Regions from separate parts of the Mus musculus genome. Here region 1 is linked to region 2. A link is a contact called in public Hi-C data. All regions are on one chromosome and are shown on one strand. Each heading gives the region's core, a stretch centred on a gene start, on an enhancer-like site or on the middle of the called end of the contact. The rest is flanking DNA. Distances are from core to core; before and after follow the strand shown.

Evidence for each region. Hi-C and Micro-C count contacts between places; a contact is called where the count stands out from the background.
Region 1: a contact with region 2 is called in a Hi-C map of cerebellum, with 2.4 times the contacts expected there. The contact joins two enhancer-like sites. A contact is called at or near these places in 3 of 484 Hi-C or Micro-C datasets (cerebellar granule neurons, cerebellum and uterus) and 1 of 115 datasets of contacts at active chromatin or transcription factors (embryonic forebrain).

What each region holds. Positions count from the first base shown.
Region 1 is chr12:89,952,792-89,956,026 of GRCm38.p6, forward strand. All of the region lies in intron 14 of Nrxn3 (neurexin III), which reads left to right. Among named protein-coding and RNA genes, the nearest start is that of Gm40538, 450 kb to the right of the region's middle. Within about 2 kb of position 1,895, at least 11 of the 459 cell types and tissues checked have an H3K27ac peak or open chromatin away from gene starts, as enhancers often do. A contact at or near this core is called in cerebellar granule neurons and cerebellum, where this site is marked.
Region 2 is chr12:89,816,803-89,819,916 of GRCm38.p6, forward strand. All of the region lies in intron 14 of Nrxn3 (neurexin III), which reads left to right. Among named protein-coding and RNA genes, the nearest start is that of Gm40538, 590 kb to the right of the region's middle. Within about 2 kb of position 1,514, at least 7 of the 459 cell types and tissues checked have an H3K27ac peak or open chromatin away from gene starts, as enhancers often do. A contact at or near this core is called in cerebellar granule neurons and cerebellum, where this site is marked.

The DNA.
Region 1 (3,235 bases), core at 645-3,144, 140 kb after region 2:
TTCAAAAAGAGCTACAAAGTAAAGGTTCTAATTTCAAAATGCCTGTTTTTATATTTGATGCTTATTTTAAAATAAATCTAGCAAGCAACATCACTGGTTAAAGTATTCACAAAGTGTTTACAGCAGAACTTACTGGGTAAATTAGGCACCATATGGCATGACTTAGATGGCTCTAGCTCTTTATTTATAGATACATAGCCCCTTGGTAGTAGGTTGCTAAATCCATATGCTATTCAGGAGAAAAACTTAATATATGGTGACCTTGCTACACCACTGAATAACATAAGGAAATGAACGGAAGTGGAATAAATGCTTAGTATAACCCAACTCTGCTTATTGATGAAAGCAGTTTGTTTTCAAACCAATCAGCAGGAAATCCAGTTCATTTTGCGATGGGTTCCAGGCTTCACATTTTCCTTGTTAGCAGAAATCCCTCTTTAAGGAACCTCATGAACTTTCAAACAGCAATAAAGGTCCTTTCTAGAAGCTTCACCTTTCAGAAGTTAGCAGGGAGAGAGGATCTCTGTATTAGCATCCTGGCCAGCTCTTCCATTTCCTACTTCAAAAATCCCCAGGGAAATAAACAGCTGTCCAAATGAACTGCCAGGAAATAGCCCATGACTATTGGGAGATCTTGGGAAAGGATCAGGACACACCATGTGGATTGAGGCTATAAACATAAGAAAGCCTCTTTAGCCAAAGCCAAGTTTAAATATCCTGTAAATCAGCATAGGGGATGGATGTGCTATTTAAGCCTATTTCCTCTTCCAAATACAGGATCTATATCTTACCAACCTGAATGCCCTTAACCTATTTGTTACTACAATATGTGTTTCCTCCTATTCTTGCTTCTTATCTTCTGAGTCCAGTTGGATGTGAGCAGGGTTCAGGCTGGAAAAAAAATGTGGTAAGAGCATTGCACTTTAGACACCTCTGGAATTATTTTTCTGTGAATTTACCGAGTTCCTGTTTAATGGCCACATAAACAAAGGAAAGTAAGCACGACCATACTAGTGCTGATGAAAGCATCTTATATTTTCAGCAAGTGAAGAGCTCTTGGATGCTCTAAGCCTTGTGCAATGTGTGCTTACATCACTTGGTTGTTCCTAACAGCTTCAGAGCTGAGACATACGAGAGTCTTAGGGAGTCAAGTTCAGTTTACTTTAATTAGGAGACACAAAACTAAGCTAAGAGATTGTTTAAGCTCTGTGCACAAGGAGCTCAAGAATACATATTCCAAAAGAACAGCTTCCTGCACAGCTCAGTACAGTAATGTTTCTACTAAGTCAGATGCTAAATCTATCACTTGTCTATTTGTTGTTTCGTGGGGAAATATACATTTTGTCATCACCTTGGTTACACAAAGATAAGATGGTTTTCTTTGTTGTTGATGGTGGTGGTGAGATTTTTATTTGTTTGTTTGTTTGTTTGTTTGGTCTGTTTTGTTTTGTTTTCTCTGTCGCTAGAACTAGAAGGTTGGCTGTAGGGGTAACTATAGTCCCATGTTATTTTTTCTTTATTCCCACAGATGTGGTCATTTCCATATTCATTAGAAAGAAAAGGCATCATTGTTGGGACATCATATAAAATCCAATCTGCTCATTTCCCCACTTATTCTTTCCTCTCTCATCCTGTTATTTTACTGTCCCTGAAGCCAAGACTTGTCTTTCCCCATCTTCCCTGTTATAGCTGTCAAGAGATCGTTCATTAAAAGCAAGCAGGGGATGCTTCAGACCTTCATGGAGATCAGTGGCAGCCTGAAAGGTCTGAATGCCTGCACACACTTTACATGAAGTTGAGTACTTATGGCACTTCTCCCAGTAGGGAGAGAGATGAGCAGGTGAGGCCAAAAGCGACATCTGTGACTTGCTACCATGGGCTGGCTTTGTGTGCATAATTTCCACTTCAAAGAGTTTGCAGGCTGGTGAGAGTTCATGCGGCTTGTGCCTGTCAGCTAGTCAAAGCTGTGTCTGATACAACTCTGGTAAATGGCAAGTGAGAGATCTTTCGATCTACAGTGTAGATCTTTCGATGCTACAGCAGTTGATGCCCTTGGAGTTTATGGGTCCAACTTCCTCACTACACCAATGAGGAAATTATGAAATGCTTGTGTTTAACTTCTTCATTCCACAATATCCATTCATTTCCTGGGTTGTAAAGGAGGGGAGGGCACAGGCTGATGCAGGGTTAGGCCATGTGGGTTAGGGTAGCAGAAGAACTATGGTTTCCCTTTGCCCCTTCCTGGATCTTACAACTGTTAATATGGACCTAATGGTCTGGCCTAAGGTGGAGCCAGGGTGTTTGTTTGTTTATAGATTTTGAAACAAGGTCTCTGGTAATTCAGTAATGTCCTTGAGGTTGACTGTGTTCTTGTGATTCTCCTGCCTCTGTCTCCCAAATGTCAGGATTACAGGTATGGTCCACAGTACCCACCCCATGTATACTGTGCTGAGAATCAAAGTCAAGGCTTTATACATGTCAGACAATTACCATACCAAGTAGGCATTTATTGAAAACAATAGTAGTAGAAGCTGAATCAATGTTGGATTTAATTCTATAGGATGAATAGGAGTAGGTATCAATATGAGGTCAGGGATACTAAACAAGACAAAACTAAAACACTAATCTAGTTTAGAAGTCTTTCTCTTTACCACAGTAGGCTCATTTTCCAAAAGGAAAGGTGTAATTATTTAAAATATCTCAATAGGGAAAGATTTCCTCATAAAATTCTGAATGAGAAATGATGACCAAAAAAAAAAAAAAAAAGATATCCTTAAGAAAATCCTAGCTATTTCCAAATCTCAACATTGACTACTTCCCAAGAAGAGGTAAACAACTGGTTAATTACCTTCTACTTACCCTAATTTATTTGATTTGCCATGAGCAACAGTTTTCCCTAGAAATCGCCCTCACTGACCTTGGACAACTGAAAAGATGAACAGTAATGGAAATAGAGTCTTCATGTAACAGTCATCTTGTTAAGCCCACGGTCCAGCTCCCAGGGTGTCAGGGAGAGAGGGGGGTGGGGGGAACAGAGAAAACTAGTGGTTCTGTGCTGAGGGAAAATGGATGCAACTCTCTGAGGTAAAGGATAAAAATAAATCCCCAGTATTACTGAAGCATGAGAGTGCCATGAAATAGTGGACCCTGGATCGATACATTACATTATAGCAGAAAAAAAGAAAGAAAAGAATTTTCAGAGTTTATTTATCTAGCTCCTCTGAAATATACTCAT
Region 2 (3,114 bases), core at 264-2,763:
GTTGATCCCTGTGAAAGACAAGTGCTTCTTCATTGTACAAACTGTGGAGGAAGGTAGGGCCAAATCATTTCATATGAAATCTAAGTGTCCTTTATAAAATTCATATTTTCATTCTCCCGTGACTCAAAATACCCCTCCACCTTGAGTTTTTTTTTTTTTCCATCTTATGCTTGGTTTCCACAATTTAAATAGCAGCTGTGAAAGTGCTGGGTGGTTTAGCTGGGCAGAGCATAGAAATAGGTACAGTGTACTGGTTTTCATCCCATTAATTTTCATTTCCATACAGGTTTTATATTCTTTTCCAAACCATCCTAAGCAGATGTGGTAGTGGCCTCACTGGTGGCAGAGGAACCAGGGAGTCTTGAATGACACTCTGCCACGAGATCCTTTCAGGGCCTAGCCTCTAAAGTTTGCCCAGCATTAGGCTCACTCTGGGCTCCTCTGCTGAGCACATTATGGCGCTGTGCAGCTGCTCTCTCACCACTTTCTCTCTGCCTTCCTTCTTGAGATCGGGAACACTGAATAATTCAGAGTGTTGGTTGACAGATAAAACGATAAGATTTATACGTCGTTGGCCTTGGTGATGAATTAATTAAATTGGTTTCTCCTCTATCCTCGGCATGCATTGTTTTCTGTCTGTAAAATGTGCTTGCTGGTAAGTGGTGGGCTTGGAGATTTGCCTGCTCTTGAAAGATGGTAGGGGAAGATTATAATATCAGAGGATAAATCTTTTCAGGACTGCTAATGTTATTGCCGCCACCACCAGATAGGGTAGAGGTGGGGGAGGGGGGCTGCACTGTTACAGGCAGAAGAGATGAGAAATGCTTAACAATTGCCTTCAGGGCTGAGAGGAAAAGACTGTTTCTAACTACTAGTTCATAGAATCCAGCAGTGAGACTTTACTCCTCGATATCAAAATTTCAGAGGTACCACATTCTATTCTGTAGTTTAGAGCTGATTTATCAGGATTTCAGATATCTCTGGGACCCTGGATAGCCTTGGAGAGACACACATCTCTGAAGGTAACCCATGAGCTTCCCTTCCATATTTGTTTCCTTCTAGCTCAGCTCTGAAGGCTAAGGGTTGAAGATCAGAATGGAAGCAGGCTTAGTCTCTGGGGAGCTGTCTCTGGTTTACATATGGTCATTTCCCTACTGAGTTGCCATCTTGTCTTTTCTCTGTGTGCACCATCACAGGCAGAATTGCTTCCCCTCAACCTCCTTCTCTAAAGACCCATTCAGCTACATTAGGTCCACCCAACAACTTTGTTGTATTTTTGTCATCTCTTTACAGGCTCTAACTCCAAATGGCAGCATTCTGAGTTCCTGTTGAGTGGAGCTTCCATATACCCATTTTGTGGACACAGTGTAATTTTGACATCTCCAGGGTGGGGACTAGTCATCACTCTACCTGTACTGTGTGTTCAGTGAGTTCAGAGTAGACAAGTAAACCCTAGGTGACACTGACAGCAATTTACCAAATCCTAGGATGGTGCCTCGAAAAGAAAAGTCCTATTTACATAAATGGCGAAAACAAAGACAGCAGGTTTACTCAACTTCTGTTTGCCTTCTTGGCTGAGCTTCTGGGCCTGAGTCCAGACACTGATGTGCATAGGACTAACTCTGTCTGACTGCAGACACAGGCTCTGTGCATAGTCTAATGTGAACATTCCAAGGCTTTCTCAGCCAGACCTGTTGCCCTTCCAAGCTATATCCTCAGACCTCTCCTCACTGACTTCTTTAAGACCTATGGCTAATTTCTTGCCACCCTCCCAACACACACAAACACACACACACACACACACACACACACACACACACACACACACACTGCTAGTGCTTCACTTTTCACCTTTAATTGAGGAAAACAGATTAACTACATACAAATACTACATATTTTGGCAGCAAAAAATACTTTAAAAAGTATCATTTTTAATGATTTTCCAGTTGGATTTTATATGAAACTTATTTCTAGATATAAATGTTATATATATCCTGTCTACTTTATCAGTCAAGAGGCTCTAGTGAAATGACTAAGACAACATATTGTTCATTGTAAAGTTGCTATAAATTGGAAGCAAGGTGTTCAATTCTTTTGGAAAATAATTTTCTTCCCTTCCTCTATCCTTCCTTCCTCCCCTATTCCTCCTCCTCTTCCTCCCTTCTCTCCTCTCCCTTCCTTCTCTCCTTCTAGGTTCCCCCACTTCAGATACTTCTTTTTAAAATGAGCCATGAAAGCATGTGTTAATAAAGGTCTCAATGTTGACTGGTAATGGAGTTCAAATGGATGCTGGGACATTAGGAATGGGTGAGGTAAATCAAGGACAAAATTTAGAGTTGAATGTATTGTGAATCAGCCTTTGTTTCTTTTTTTGCCTGGCTGAGAGGCATGTATCTTTAAACCTCAATAGTTGATAGTATGACTTGTCTGCTTTATGCACAAAATTTCCCAGAAGATTAAATTATATACGTGGTCCACATGACTCACATGGGTGGCACATTTTATAAGAAATACAATAATGTCAGGGCCACCTTCTCTCATGGACCTAGGTTTGCTTGCCCACCCACAGGCAGGTTGAAGATGCTGTATTCCTGCTTTCTCCTTATTTCGCTATGGCAACACTGTTGGCCTCTGAAGAACTACTTCATTTGTGCACTAATTTTGGGGAAAATGTAGATGAGAACACCTCCATAAGCATACAGAAATCAAACTGGGATGTGACCTACAGCTATCCCTTTAGGCAGAGATCCATATTGGATAAGTTCTAACCATAGTTAACAAATTGTAACAAGACATGCAGAAGCTCAGAGATCTTGGATAATAAAAGTGATGAAGGCTCTGAGAAGATTCTGAGGCCAAACATTCCTATGTTTGATATGCATTAGGAGGTAAACTAAAAAAAAAATAATTTGACAAACCTATACTTTAGAGTAGGAAATAACTTTTGTTTTTAGGTCAACTGTCTTCAGATATGGAAAGGGAAAACTTATTTTAATGCTGTTTTTCCTTTGTAATTTTACATTTTAGAGATCCGGGGTCATAGAACAGATACTTTCTAGTCTTGATTTAAAGACAGAGTTCTCATGGGGAGAACACTGTAGAATCGGAGAGTTC